Linked DNA regions of Mus musculus: all the other regions are linked to region 3. Evidence: chromatin contacts called from public HiChIP or PLAC-seq and promoter capture Hi-C data. All regions are on one chromosome and are shown on one strand. Each heading gives the region's core, a stretch centred on a gene start, on an enhancer-like site or on the middle of the called end of the contact. The rest is flanking DNA. Distances are from core to core; before and after follow the strand shown. Region 1 holds the start of Man2c1 (mannosidase, alpha, class 2C, member 1). Region 2 holds the start of Hmg20a (high mobility group 20A). Region 3 holds the start of Fbxo22 (F-box protein 22).

Evidence for each region. Promoter capture Hi-C pulls out the DNA fragments that hold promoters and counts their contacts. HiChIP or PLAC-seq counts read pairs in DNA pulled down with a chosen protein or histone mark.
Region 1: a promoter capture Hi-C map of erythroid cells shows a contact between it and region 3, with 27 times the contacts expected there. The contact joins the promoter of Man2c1 here to the promoter of Fbxo22 in region 3. A contact is called at or near these places in 2 of 39 promoter capture datasets (erythroid cells and liver).
Region 2: a contact with region 3 is called in an HNF4G HiChIP or PLAC-seq map of pancreatic cancer cells. The contact joins the promoter of Hmg20a here to the promoter of Fbxo22 in region 3. A contact is called at or near these places in 3 of 39 promoter capture datasets (erythroid cells, liver and pre-B cells) and 1 of 115 datasets of contacts at active chromatin or transcription factors (pancreatic cancer cells).

What each region holds. Positions count from the first base shown.
Region 1 is chr9:57,128,307-57,132,606 of GRCm38.p6, forward strand. Man2c1 (mannosidase, alpha, class 2C, member 1) reads left to right here and starts at 2,471. Exons shown (of 26, transcript NM_028636.2): 1 at 2,471-2,583; 2 at 2,853-2,975; 3 at 3,226-3,349. The coding sequence starts at 2,483. It overlaps Man2c1os (mannosidase, alpha, class 2C, member 1, opposite strand), which reads right to left and starts at 2,984. Exons shown (of 2, transcript NR_102289.1): 1 at 2,243-2,984; 2 at 1,676-1,821. It overlaps Sin3a (transcriptional regulator, SIN3A (yeast)), which reads left to right. Exons shown (of 22, transcript NM_011378.2): 22 at 1-62.
Region 2 is chr9:56,415,600-56,419,896 of GRCm38.p6, forward strand. It overlaps Hmg20a (high mobility group 20A), which reads left to right and starts at 3,020. Exons shown (of 10, transcript NM_025812.3): 1 at 3,020-3,332. Peak1 (pseudopodium-enriched atypical kinase 1) reads right to left here and starts at 2,451. Exons shown (of 7, transcript NM_172924.3): 1 at 2,342-2,451.
Region 3 is chr9:55,206,463-55,210,802 of GRCm38.p6, forward strand. It overlaps Fbxo22 (F-box protein 22), which reads left to right and starts at 2,473. Exons shown (of 7, transcript NM_028049.2): 1 at 2,473-2,726; 2 at 2,891-3,029. The coding sequence starts at 2,590. Ube2q2 (ubiquitin-conjugating enzyme E2Q family member 2) reads left to right here. Exons shown (of 13, transcript NM_180600.3): 13 at 1-1,067.

The DNA.
Region 1 (4,300 bases), core at 1,221-3,720, 1.9 Mb after region 3:
TTTCTTTTTCCTTTTTTTTTTTTTAAATGTAAATAAAGCTTGATTCTTAAGGAAATAAGTAACATAAGTCCCTTGTCCTCTCCAAAGAGCTGTTGTAAAGTTGGGACTGGCTTTAATTTCTCCAGGTTACAAATAGGATTTTGCTTTAAATAAATAAGTACTTGTAATTGTCAAATTAACATATCAACAGTGAGGCCAGTGGGATGGCTCCATAGATAAAAGTGTTTGCCACATAAGCCTGACAAGTTTGCTCTCTGGATCCAATAGTGGAAGGCAAGATCTGACTCCCAGGAGTGCTGTGCCCTGTGGCACCTGAGTGCCTGTTCTTGTGCTCACGCACAGGCACACCGCACCTAGGCTCCTATTTCCCCTCTCAAAGTTCTAATTTCCCTTACTGGGAATAAGGCTACAATTCAGGATACCGAGCCAAAGAGTCAAGTGTATTTGTAGAAATTCGAAGGGAATGAATTTTACATTGCTTAGCAACATACACCAACAAATGCTTTTAAAATTGTAGCGTGGGCCTTTAATCTCAGCACTCAGAAGGAAGAAACAGATCTCTGTGAGTTCAGAGCTAGCCTGGTCTACATAACTTCAGGATAGCCAGGGCCACAAAAAGACCTTGTCTCAAAAAATAAGATTAAGAAAATTTTTTACATTTATTTGTATGTGTGCACATATGCATCAACGTGCAAGTGTCAAAGTCAGAACAACTTGTAGTCAGTTCTAGGACTTGAATTAGGTTTCAGGCTTGGCTGCAAGCGCATTTATTTGTGCTAGTATCCCCATCCATCTCACTAGACTCCACTTCTTAAAAGTTACATTTAAACGTGATCCATAACATTGGGGTGGGGTGGGGGCTCAAATGTGGTTGGCCTGGACTTTCTGAACAACAGACTAGCTGTCATAGAATTCGACAGCCATCACCTAGCAAGTCATAACCAGGTATTTTATCTTCCATTTAAAAATCCTCAGTCCTGGGGTCAGTGAGATGGCTCAGCTGGGTATGGTTCTTGCCACTAAGCCTAAAGACCTGAGTTTTGAGCCCCAGGCCCCACATATCCCACCCCCAACCAAATAAATTGTAACAATGTTTTTAAAATCCCCAACACCACCATAAAGAAAAATAATTTGACTTCTAGGTTTTCAAAAGGTGGCACAGTCCTTTAATCCCAGCACTTGGGAGGCAGAGGCAGGGGGATTTCAGAGTTCAAGGCCAGTCTGGTCTACAAAGTGAGTTCCAGGACAGCCAGGGCTTATACAGAGAAACCATGTCTTGAAAAAAAAAAAAAAAAAAAACTCATGAATTTTGCCTTGGACTCCTGAATTCTGGGAATACAGGTGTGTGTCACCATATCCTGCTTTTAGGGTGTTTTTCTCATAGGAGGACAAGGAAACTTGGAAGTAATCAAGCCTAATGGGAAAATGTAGGGCAGTGGCTGAGGCAGCATGCCAGGAAGAAAGGGTCTGGCTTCCTCAGCTATGGTTCACCTCTCCCCCTCTATTTCCTTAAGACTGCTGGCCTAGAAGGATGGGGAGCATGGGTCTGACCAGCAGCAGCCTTGGCAGTTGCTACCTATGTACTATGTACTGCACCTCCCTGCAGGTCAGGGTAAGATTTCAGGGCCCTTTTAGGAGAAAAAGTCCTTGTGACCAATAAAACAAGGGACTTTGCTCAAGTTTTGACAAGTTATTTTAATTGGCATTGTATATTTCTTACTTGATCATTTTTCTGGGTAACCTGCATTTGGAATGTAAACCTGGTTATTTCCATTAAAGCAGGCTAGTTAGATTCCTCCTGTATTATTTTCTTCCAGACTCCTGCAAACGTTAAAGCTGGAGGTTAGCATTCAAACTTCCTTGCACTTGTTGACCTGCGTTAGATCAAAATTCTGGACATTGGGGTAATGGGCAACGGTGATGCATGTAATGTAATGGAGGATTACTGGTGTGCAAAGCCCCTTTTCTGTATTTCTGAAAACACCCGAAGTAGCCTTGCGCTTTTCATATTATGCAGTTACCAATGCTTGAGTAAGTGAAGAGAATGGAAAACTAAACCTTTCCCATGCCCTTCCAGGGGTTCCCTCCCTAGCCCTTCCTTCAGAATACCAAGTAGCTCAGGCTGTACTCAAAGGCGCTACATTGTCGCAGATTACTCCAATTTACACTTCCTGGTCTGTGAACTTTGTGCATCCTAGGCAAGCACTCTCCCTACCGAACCACACCACCAGCTCAAACTTACCATTGTATTTTAAAATAATTTACCCAGCTGTCTGACAGCAAGGCTGAGGTGAGAACCGCGAAGGCTCAGCTTCCGGGTTTCACTGGGAGGCTCCCCAGAGCCAGCCTCTTGCAAAAGCCGTGGTGTTCCCAGAAAAGCTGCTCGGGTCTGTAAGCTGGTTGGATGCCGGAACCTTTGGTTCCAAGCGGTGCAACGAGCCGGCAGCACCAAGGATCTTCCGGGGAGGGAAGGCGCATCGCCATGGCGGCAGCGCCGTTCTTGAAGCACTGGCGCACCACTTTCGAGCGGGTGGAGAAGTTCGTGTCCCCGATCTACTTCACCGACTGTAACCTTCGCGGCAGGTGTGGTCCTTGGCCTACCACACCCGCGCGCTCTCCCCTTCCCTTCCGGAGGGAAACCCAGGCCGTGGCCAACCGGGCCGCGGAACAAAGTTCCCGCCACTGCCAGGCCAGGGGCTGGGGAGCGAACGGTAGAGGTTGGTCTGTGCTGCTGAGCTGCCAGGCAGTCCTCACGGCCTTAGCCAAGGGAGAGCGTTTCCCCAGCCATCCGCTGGCTCACGGGTGGGACAGGGGCGGCTTCGAGCATGCGCCCATCAGCTGCTCCTGCCCAGGCTCTTCGGGGACAGCTGCTCGGTGACACTCTCCAGCTTCCTGACGCCCGAGAGGCTTCCCTATGAGAAGGCGGTGCAGCAGAACTTCAGCCCTGCGCAGGTCGGCGACAGCTTCGGACCCACGTGGGTAACGCCCAGTTTGGCGAAGCTCCGCCCCACGACCAAACCCTAGTCTGCTAGATAGCAGAGTGGCGCCCTCTGCTGAGAGAAGCTCCTTTATCCTTCGGCGTCTTCACTTGAGTATTTTCATCCCTGCTGCCTCTCCCCCTTTCCCTTTATTCTTTGACCATTTCTCTGATGCTGCACATGCATGGAGAACATCTTAAAGCCGAGGGTTTCCACTCCTAGGCCCATCAAAATGGCTCTCTTACAGATGGTGGACCTGCTGGTTTCGGGTAGAACTGGTCATCCCTGAAGTTTGGGTGGGCCAGGAAGTTCATCTTTGCTGGGAAAGCGATGGAGAAAGCCTTGTCTGGCGTGATGGGGAACCTGTCCAGGTGAGGTGTCCTCTCTTAGAGCCAGATACTGCCACAGATTAGCCTGGTTTTTGGAGAAGCCACAGCTGAATGAATGGGTCTCCAGAGTAATTTCATGATTTCGGAACTGAGGAAATTGCCAGTGTTTAGACACACCCGAAGAGGTTATCAGATCCCATTACAGATGGTTGTAAGCCACCAGAATTTGGACACCAGTGTTATAAATCCCCAGTTTTCATAAGCTAGTTTTATTGTGTATAGTACATATGTATTGGGGGAAACTTCAAATCATTCTAAAATGATATAAAGTAAGGTATTAAGTTATCTTCCCATGAATAATGAATTTCTTTTAACTGCACTTCACATTCCCCAGATGTTAAATGTTAAATGTCATACCAGGTTTAATCTTTGTAATGCTATGTGATGACACTTTATATCCATTATAGATTTTAAAAAACTAAGACATTTCTTTGTTGGTCCATGCAGCTTCCGTTTCAAAGTCCAGTAACTGGGTCCTAAAAGAAGTCAGAGCCCTAGCCGGGCGTGGTGCTGCACGCCTTTAATCCCAGCACTCGGGAGGCAGAGGCAGGTGGATTTCTGAGTTCGAGGCCAGCCTGGTCTACAAAGTGAGCACCAGGACAACCAGGGCTATACAGAGAAACCCTGTCTCGAAAAAACAAAAAAACAACAAAAAAAAAACAAACAAACAAAACAAAACAAAAAAAAGAAGTCAGAGCCCTATCCAACTTTCTTCTCTTCGATGGCACCCACCTAACTGAACACTGAGGATGAACCAATCTATCTCAAACTCCTTGGGCTTCTTTTTTAATTAATATAACCCAGAACCACCACAAATTCTAGACAAATGTTCTCACCACTGAGCTAATCCATCTCCCACCTCCCGTTTAATTCGAGAAAGGGTCTTGCTGAATGATCCCTGATAGTAGCCTTGATCTTGTTATTCTCTACCAT
Region 2 (4,297 bases), core at 1,770-4,269, 1.2 Mb after region 3:
GGTTACAACACAAACAGCTAGAGCCCAGCACCTGTTCCCCTTAAATAGCACATCATTACGGTTAAAAACAACAACAAATCTCTCTCCTGAAGCAAATGCTAATCTCATGATGCTTCACCATGGAGCAATTTAGAAGAGTTATTATATGAAATGTGCCAAAGCCTGAATTTATGGCTGATACTTCTTTGGCAAATATGGTTGGCACTGCTGGCTGTTAAAAGGCATGTATGCAAATAAGCAAATAAAAGTTTTTAAGCTCTCCGACTTAAATATTTACATTACCATAAATGTACAAAGATAAATGTTTATATGCATTCACATATAATGCATTTCAGGAACGTACTTTTTAATGTGACTGTCAGAAAACAGTTATGAAGTGGCATTATTTCTTTATGGGCCTCAGGACAGACTCTTAAAAATAAATTCTGACAGAATGTTAATGGGGTTTAAACACCACTGTGTAAGTTTTCTGCACTATTACTAAACAAAATGAATAAGCAATACCCTAACAACTCAATCAAGCTTATCTTTTCCTCTCACCAAAACACGCCTTACAACACTGGAAACTAGCCAAACATAAATGTCAGTCCCTAAAGAAAGGGTGGGAGAAAGGAGGACCACAAATCAAAAAGCTTTAAAGAAAATAATTTGCCATTTTCCCCCACATAACATAGTCATACTACTCTCTCCCAAATAGAGACACGATAAAATATTTTCTCTTCTTCCCCTCTGACAACTCTGGGGAGGGGATCTTTGTTTTTTCACATAGTTTGTGACCTGATCGTTGCCAAAACTCACTTGCAGTAGTATGAACTCTGCTTCCATTGTTAACTGTTAATCTCTGTGATAAGGCTATTAACTCCTAACTTGGAAGCCAAGAAAATGTACCTCACCTGCAATTATAGTTTACTGAAAAAGTCACCAAAGAAAGTGCCAGGCACTTTGGAAAGTAATTAGGGTAGTCAGTGAATTGAAAGATCTAAAATGCTCTGAGATTACAAAAGAAGCCATCATGAAGTGAGTATCCAAGATTGCTCATGGAAAGTTTTACCCTTGTGGATAATTCAAGTTTGGGCTTTCTGGGTTTTTTTTTTTTTTTCCTCTTTGCAGAGAGCAATATGTGTTCTCTTGACTACATACTTAATTTGCCAAGGTAGATAAAGGGAGGACAGTGTGGCTGAAAAAAAAAAAGAGAAAGAAAGAAAAGAAAGAGAAAGAAAGAAAAAGATCAAGTCAACAGATAGGCCACCAAACAGAATACTCAAAGCAATTCCGACTCAGGTGAAAAAGCAGTTCATGCACATCATCCAGTGGCTTAAAAATAGTCTTTTATGTAAGTCACCAAGTATTTAATTGAGAGTGTACTCTTACCACATTCAACAGAGGCAAAGAAAAATGTACTGGGTTTTCTATAGTAAGGCCAATAAAGATGAAATCATAGTTTTCCTCTAACTCATCTCTATCCTTCAACACCAGCCATCCAATAACTCCATTCCACAGCTCTGGTTCCTCAATTTGGGTCCTTAAAAACTGGACTGCAGACATGGGGCCTGGGGGAGGGGGACTGGAGGGCGGACTACTCTTTGATATTGCTCTCAGCAGTCCTTAATGAAGTCCAAGAACAAAATCAAGCTCTCCAACAAATGGAGCATAAGATGGGGGATAACGAGAAGGGGACCCAATTCAGATGGGTAGTCCTCTTCGAAGGAGGAAAGGAAATTGGCAAGAACCCATAAGCCAAAGGGCAAAGAAAAACAAATGTCTAACCCAGCCTCTCAAAATCCCAAACCCCTAAGCAACCTAGGAAGCCTGCGCACATTAGGGGCTCCCTGGCCAGAGCGTAAAGTGAGCAGGCACAGAGCCACCGGTTCCGTCCTGACTGCTGAGGCAAGGCTGAGCCTGATCCTCCAAAGTCTGGGAGTGAGGCGACCATACAGACTAGGCAGAAGCCCTTCTTGCCCCAGCCTCCACATCTCCAGCTCCTCTAAGGCTTCACTTTCCCCTGGAGCCTCGCAGCCCAGCCCCGGGAAGTCCCTAGCCGCCAGGTTCCAACTTTCCCTCCTCTGGGGGGCGCCGCGCTCCCGGGACCATCGCAGCCAGGGTAACGAGGCCTGGGCCGGTGGGGGGCATGAGAGGGCTCGCGGCGCCCGCGGGGCGCGTGGGTGGCCGGGGCACTGCAGCCCGCGCCCCGCAGGACGCACGGGCTGCCGAGCCCCTGCGGCGCCACCCAGTCCCGATCCCCCCTAGGTCCGCGTCCTCACCTCTCGGCGACCCTGGCCCCATAAGCCAGCGCGTGTGGGAAAGGGACCGGAGGGTACGTGGGCAACCCTGCCCCCGTTACCTGAGGGGAGCACAAGCCGTTGCGATATTCAGCATTGCCTCCTGTCCCGTCCCCTTTCTGGTGATCGCGGCCGCCTCCACCGAGCAACTGACACAACTAACTAACTACTCGCGGCCGCGGAGTCCACAGCGCGCTCCCGGCCGCTCTCCGTCCGCCCAGCCCACCAGTCCGCTCGCTCCTCCCAACCCTGCACGCCGCCCCGCCGCGCGCACCCTTGCCGCTTCACTTCTTCAGACCGCGCGCGCTCGCCCGCGCGTGCCCGCACCAAACCTCGGCGGTCTCCGAGCTCTACTCTCAGCCCCATGGGAGGAGTTGACAAGAGGCCACGCCTCCCTGAGTGCCAATATCCGGAGAACACGAGCTAGAGAAAGTCTGATTGGCTGAGGGGTGGAGCCAAAGCCAGGGGGCGGGGCGGCAGGGACCTTGAGTCCATGTGACGGGGAATTTGGGTTCAATTAAACGCCAGTGGAAAGAAACAGCGCAGATTTGGATTTTTTTCGGGGCCGAATCACCTTAAGTCAGCCATTCGTCTAGTACAGAATAACTATCCTCTAAGAGTCCAGTATACAGTAATTAAAATTTAAGTCCCACTATTTTTTGAGAGCCTTAGCAATGAAAATGAAAACTACATTTCCCAAGAACCTTCGCGAAAGTGTGTCTCACCTTGCGTGGTCACGTAGTCCTTCGCCGCATTGGGCAAAATAATCCCTTCATTTCTCTGAAAGTATCGGGTATAACATTTCACGTCTCTCCTCAACGGAACAATTCTCAGTATTACCACGTTAAAAGAAGTTACCTATCTGGAGGTGACTAAGTGATTAGGTAAAGAGTAAGAAAAGACACCAAAATAAAGTACTGCGGAGGAATTTCTGTCAAGCTGTGAGACGACGGAGTGAAGAGTGAAGGCGATTGCGAGGGGCTGAGGGAATTGTCCTCTGTGCAAGGGACTTTCATTAGTCCCCAGGCCCCTGCCTGCTCCTGCCGTCAGCAGGTTAGTAAGCAAGACGAGCATGGGGGTGGCAACAGTCGAGATGTCCTTCCCCCTTTGAAGATCATCCTTCTTTTGCTGCTGCTGTTATTGGTTTGTCTTGGTTTAAGGCCCACTGAATGGGGGCGCCTCACTTCCGGTTGGGGGAAGGGAGACATGCTGTCATAGGGGAGGGGGAACTGTAACTCACTTCCTGTGGGGGTAGGATGATGTTTGGGGGGTGTCCAAGCCACTTCCCGTGTTGATGAGAGCCAGAAAAGGTGTTGGTTTGTGCCATTCTCAGAGAGAGTTCCTACAGCCTTGGGGTTGTATTTTCACGTCACAAGTTCGGTTATTTCCCCAAATTATGATAATCACCAGGCCACGATCAGAATTTATGTATTTTGTTTCTGTGTGTAAATTGGAAAATCTCTCCCCAGCAAGATTGTCTTAATGCTGTCTCCAAAGAATTTTAAACACCTTGTTAAAATTCTCTGCAAGATTACATACTTTGTTATGTGACTTGTGAATTGCCCACCCTTGCACCCAAGTCAAGCTTGTCCTTAACTGAGTGAAGTAGTGTAGGCTCTACCTAGACACGGAACAGGAGCTCCTTAGCCGCTCTTTTAAGGAGGTAGTTTATAAGTTAGAGTACCGAATAGTTCACACAAATTACAGGGCATTTTCATGTTTGCAGAGGGAGAGAGTGTCATGCTGCAGTACTCCGATTTGATGTTACCGTAATAAAGGGCACTAATGTGTTACATACTTAGAACTGTTCCTTTAGGACTTAAGGATTCACCTCATGCTGGAGAAGACATCATCCACTTTAGTGTTGTTTTCATGTAGCTTTCTTGGGATGTTTATGAAAGATGCATTTTATGGTGTCTCCCCGTTTGTAATTTGAGTTTGTTACTGATTGAAAAATGAGGTCTATTTATGGTTTTAAAACCTGGCCAAAGGATGGCAAGTTCAGTGACGTACTGAGT
Region 3 (4,340 bases), core at 1,223-3,722:
GCCAAAATTATGACAGGAAGCCTCCTCATTAAATTGTTACACTTTTTCACGGTTGTGTGAAAGTTTGAACTAATCTAAAAGTATGATCGTAATTGTACCATATTAGCGTACAGCAAAACGAGGCAGCCACTTGTGAGCAGTAATTTCCACTGGAGCAGCAGGGTCCTAGTGGACCAAACCTGCTTCCTGTTGGTTCAGCATTTCTTGTGAGGAAGAGCCACAGTGCAGAGCCTGAAGTTCTAAAGTATGAGGTCATTTTACCTTTCCATTTATTAGCGGGGTGTTGCAATTGACGATAAACTAATAAACTTATGGAATGGTTGGCACAAAGACAGACTCTTTGAGCAAAATTATGAAAGATACCTAAATTGGAGATCCTTAAATTTTTGCTGTAGTCATGCAGTGGCTTTTACATCAGAAGACCAGTAGGAGTTCAGCCTGTGTTAATTCTTTTTTAAAATGTGACACAGATCAATGTACTTTGCATTTTTATTACCTTTCCTGAATCAATCCTCTTTGGTTGGTAATAGACTTTTTTGGATCCATGTTTGATTTGAATCTAGCTACTTAAGCACTTTTAAAAGAAACCTCGAAGCACACTCCTGCACGACCCAGTACAGAGTTAAACGGCTTTTCTTATATATTTGATTTGAGATTTTTTTTTTAAACTTTGCAAACCACATCTAGGAGATGTGGCACTTGTGCATTTTATGTGTGGTGTTAGTTTCTCTTGATTCTGTTGGTTAAGAGGGCAGAAAAGATATCTGGTATTCTTGGTCACTTGGTTACCCTAAATATATGATTGCCAGTGGCTCAGATGACAAGTGACAAGACAGAATTCTTCAACACATTATTAAGTTCCTTATGCCTAAGGCAAAATCTTGAATACATTATTGAATTCTAATTTCCTAATGGCTAGCAGATTGACAGCTGCACATTTGGCATGCTTTGGGGTTGGGTTTTTTTTTTTTTTTGATTTTATTTTTCATTGCAGATTTATTTGGCAATGTACAGTAAATTTTGTAAACTTGCATCAAGTTTATGAATAAAGAACCATTTAAAAATCAGTTTGTCACCTTTCCCTCTTATGAGATGCTATAATTCAGGCGTCTATAGGCTCTATATTGAATTTCTAGTGTAGGCTGTTTAAAGAGAAGATGGGGTGTGGGGAGGTTTCAGAAGTGGAGATGAAGATACTGAGAGGGATAGGGAACCTAGAATTGGTGTGTACACACATAGTGTATTCAGTTTTTCTTTAACCATTCCCTTACTGCGTTCTTTAAATTCAAATACATGTGGGTTTCTAGTGCTGTTTTAATTAATGTCTCTAATGTTCTTAGGGTACTATTAGCACAGTTCCTCTTGTACACTCAAGGCCTCTATACACACCACTATCTGTAGATCTCATCAGAATCTCAGCAGAAGGAAAGCCTTTTCTTTCCTTGACTGAAATTCCTGTGCCAGTTTCATGTTTGGTTTGAATGTTATGTCTCCATGTACAGCCTCCCTACTTCATTCAGAAACAGTTGTTTTTTCTGAAGGTTGCCTTAGCTGAGGAAATGTTCAGAAGTCCTCCTCTTAAACATACTGACCCTTGGTGTTCATTCCCTAGTCGTCATAACATGTTCCCGCACCCCACCCCCACCCCAACCAGTGCCTGGTGAGAAGAGTGGAGCCACAGAGCAGTTTGGAAGTTCTAGAAGTAGGATTTAGGGCTCCTGGAGAGCCCAGAGCTGCTGGGGTTTTTTATTAACGGGAAGCATTGAAGTTTTCACACATTCCCAGTGTATCGTGGTGTTTTGGAGACTGTATGATGCGTCCATGTTTGCTACTTAAGTCTTAAGGTTTCCAGAGTAAAGTGGCTGCTGCTTGTTGAGGGCTTGTTCATGTTTTTTTGTGTTATCTTACATATTTTGCAGTAGGGTCTAGATTGTTTTCGGCTTTTGACCCTCCTGCCTCCAGCTTGCTAGATGCAAACATGCATCATCTTGTCCAGCTCAAAATGTTCTAATGGGTTATCACAGTGTAAAAGATCTAGAAGCCAAAACAAGAAGCACCAGGTCAGGCCAAGTAGCTGGGGACAAAGTGCCCCTCAGTCAGGAGACAACCTATTCAGTTGAAATGAAGCAGCCTCTACTGTTCTTTCATTTGTGGTTCGGGAATGTATGGTGTTGGGCTTCATCCCCTGTGATTCTGTATGTAGCCCTGCAGGGAAGAGCCAGCAGGAGCCAAAGAATAATGGCTCCTGTGTGAAAATATCTATCTGGTTTGGCATGTGCTTTCTGTAGCAATTAATAGTGCCAAAGAATGGCGAGTGCTATTTATGTCTACTCGCTTAAAACTTAAGACCTAACGAGTTAACCAGATTGACCAAATAGTGTTTGCAGCCGGCTTAAACGCCAGGCTGCCTCCGGTCCCTTCCGGGCGGAACTGTGCAGGCCGGTGCACCGCCGCAGCGGCGTGTCCAGTACCGGAAGCGGCCCACCGGAAGTGGCGCGCGCCTGCTCAGGGAGCTCGGGTTGTAGGTGGTGCGCCGGCCGCTCCGGTACCCCTGAGACTCTGTAGGGCCTTCGGGCCGGTAGGCGAGGAATGGAGCCGGCAGGCGGCGGTGGCGGCGTCTCCTCCTCCACAGATCCGCGAAGCACCTACGTGCTGAGTAACCTTGCGGAGGTGGTGGAGCGTGTGTTTACCTTCCTGCCGGCCAAAGCGCTGCTTCGGGTAGCCGGGTGAGGGCGAATGGGGCGGGAGGAGACCTTCGTCCCGGAGGGTGGCGGGGTCGCCTCTGCCGGGACCTCTGCCCGGGTTTCCTAGTGCTTAGCTGGCGCTGCGAGGCTGCTGACGGTGGGAACCGGCCGCCCGGCGGCAACCCTTTGTGCTTTTGCATCCCCAGAGTATGCCGCCTGTGGAGGGAGTGTGTACGCAGAGTGCTGCGGACCCATCGCAGCGTGACCTGGATCTCCGCGGGTGTGGCTGAAGCGGGCCACCTGGAGGGACATTGCTTGGTGCGCGTGGTAGCTGAGGCGCTTGAGGCAAGTATGGAGTTATGCGTTGGACAGTCACTTGCAGGACTGGTGGGCCATCTTGGAGAACTTTTTAAAAAATCAAGATTGTGATACATATCCTTGCTTTCGTTAACTCGGAGAACCTATGCTCGTATTCTGGCTTTTGTAGTAAACGTCAGGTTTTGTAGGGGCGTACTGCGGTTTAGTCATTATTAGATGTTGGGCAATTGAAGTATCCAGGTGTCCACTATTACAAGGCCGTACAGAGCCTTCCTTAACTTGCCTCAATTTTGCAATGAAGGTGTTGGGTATCGCTTGCCCAGGGTCTCACACTAGAACCGGAAGAACTAAAACTTCTACCTAAATACGTAAACCACATTCCTTTTCTCATTTTTGTCCCTGGATCCAGGAGAGTCAGTGTTCAGGGAGGTGAAGACAGATTATAGAGCTGATAGATAGTGAATCTCCAGTATCTCACTGAGTGGCAGGGGCCCTCGTGAGGAAATTGCCAATTTGATGCCCTATTATCGCTTAGTATGTATAATAGGCAAATAGGAATGTTCTACTTAACCACAATATAGTCTCCACATTGGGAAGTTATCATTGATGTATGTGTCGATTCTTTTGGTGTTGAGTTTGGTTTTCAACTTGATCCAGAAAGAGGGAACTCAAGTTAAGTGCCTGCCAAAGATTGACCCGTGGACAAATCTGTAGGCCACTCTCTTGATTAATGTTTGGTGTGGGAGCCAAAGTGCCCCAGTGCTTTTCTTAAGAGCAGAAGGATTTGATTCTGTTCCCAATGAGTAACTGAAAGGCGCGCTCCTTTGGTTTGTATGTTTCTCCAACCTGACTTTCTGTACCAGCCCCAACACTTAAGAAAATTCAAGGCACAAGTTGAGTGTGACTGGGATTTATTAGATTTTTTTATCCCATTACCTTAAATTCCTTGATTTAAGAGGTGTCTGCCAGAAACTTCTGCCTTTAAATTTTCTGTCCTGTTGCAGTTAATAAGTATTTGTCTGTAGAGAAGCTTTGAAACTTACTTTTCATTCTCTTCCACTTTGTTCACACAGCACTCATACATACGCTTGGTCTCTTGTGTAGAGCTGTACCTGTTACTGTTAGACTCTCCTTGGTACTCACACAGTCTTTGTGTGGCTAGTGAGCACTCAAGCCAGTTTTATTGTCTCTTAGGGATGACCTTTCTTTTGGCACCAGTTGTCTTCAGCTTGTATTTCACCTGCTTCATTCAAGAACTTAGTAGTTTCACTAATAGTCTTGGTTTCTTTTAGTGGAGAATGGTATTTAATTTAGACTCTAAGGTCAGTACTGTGTAAG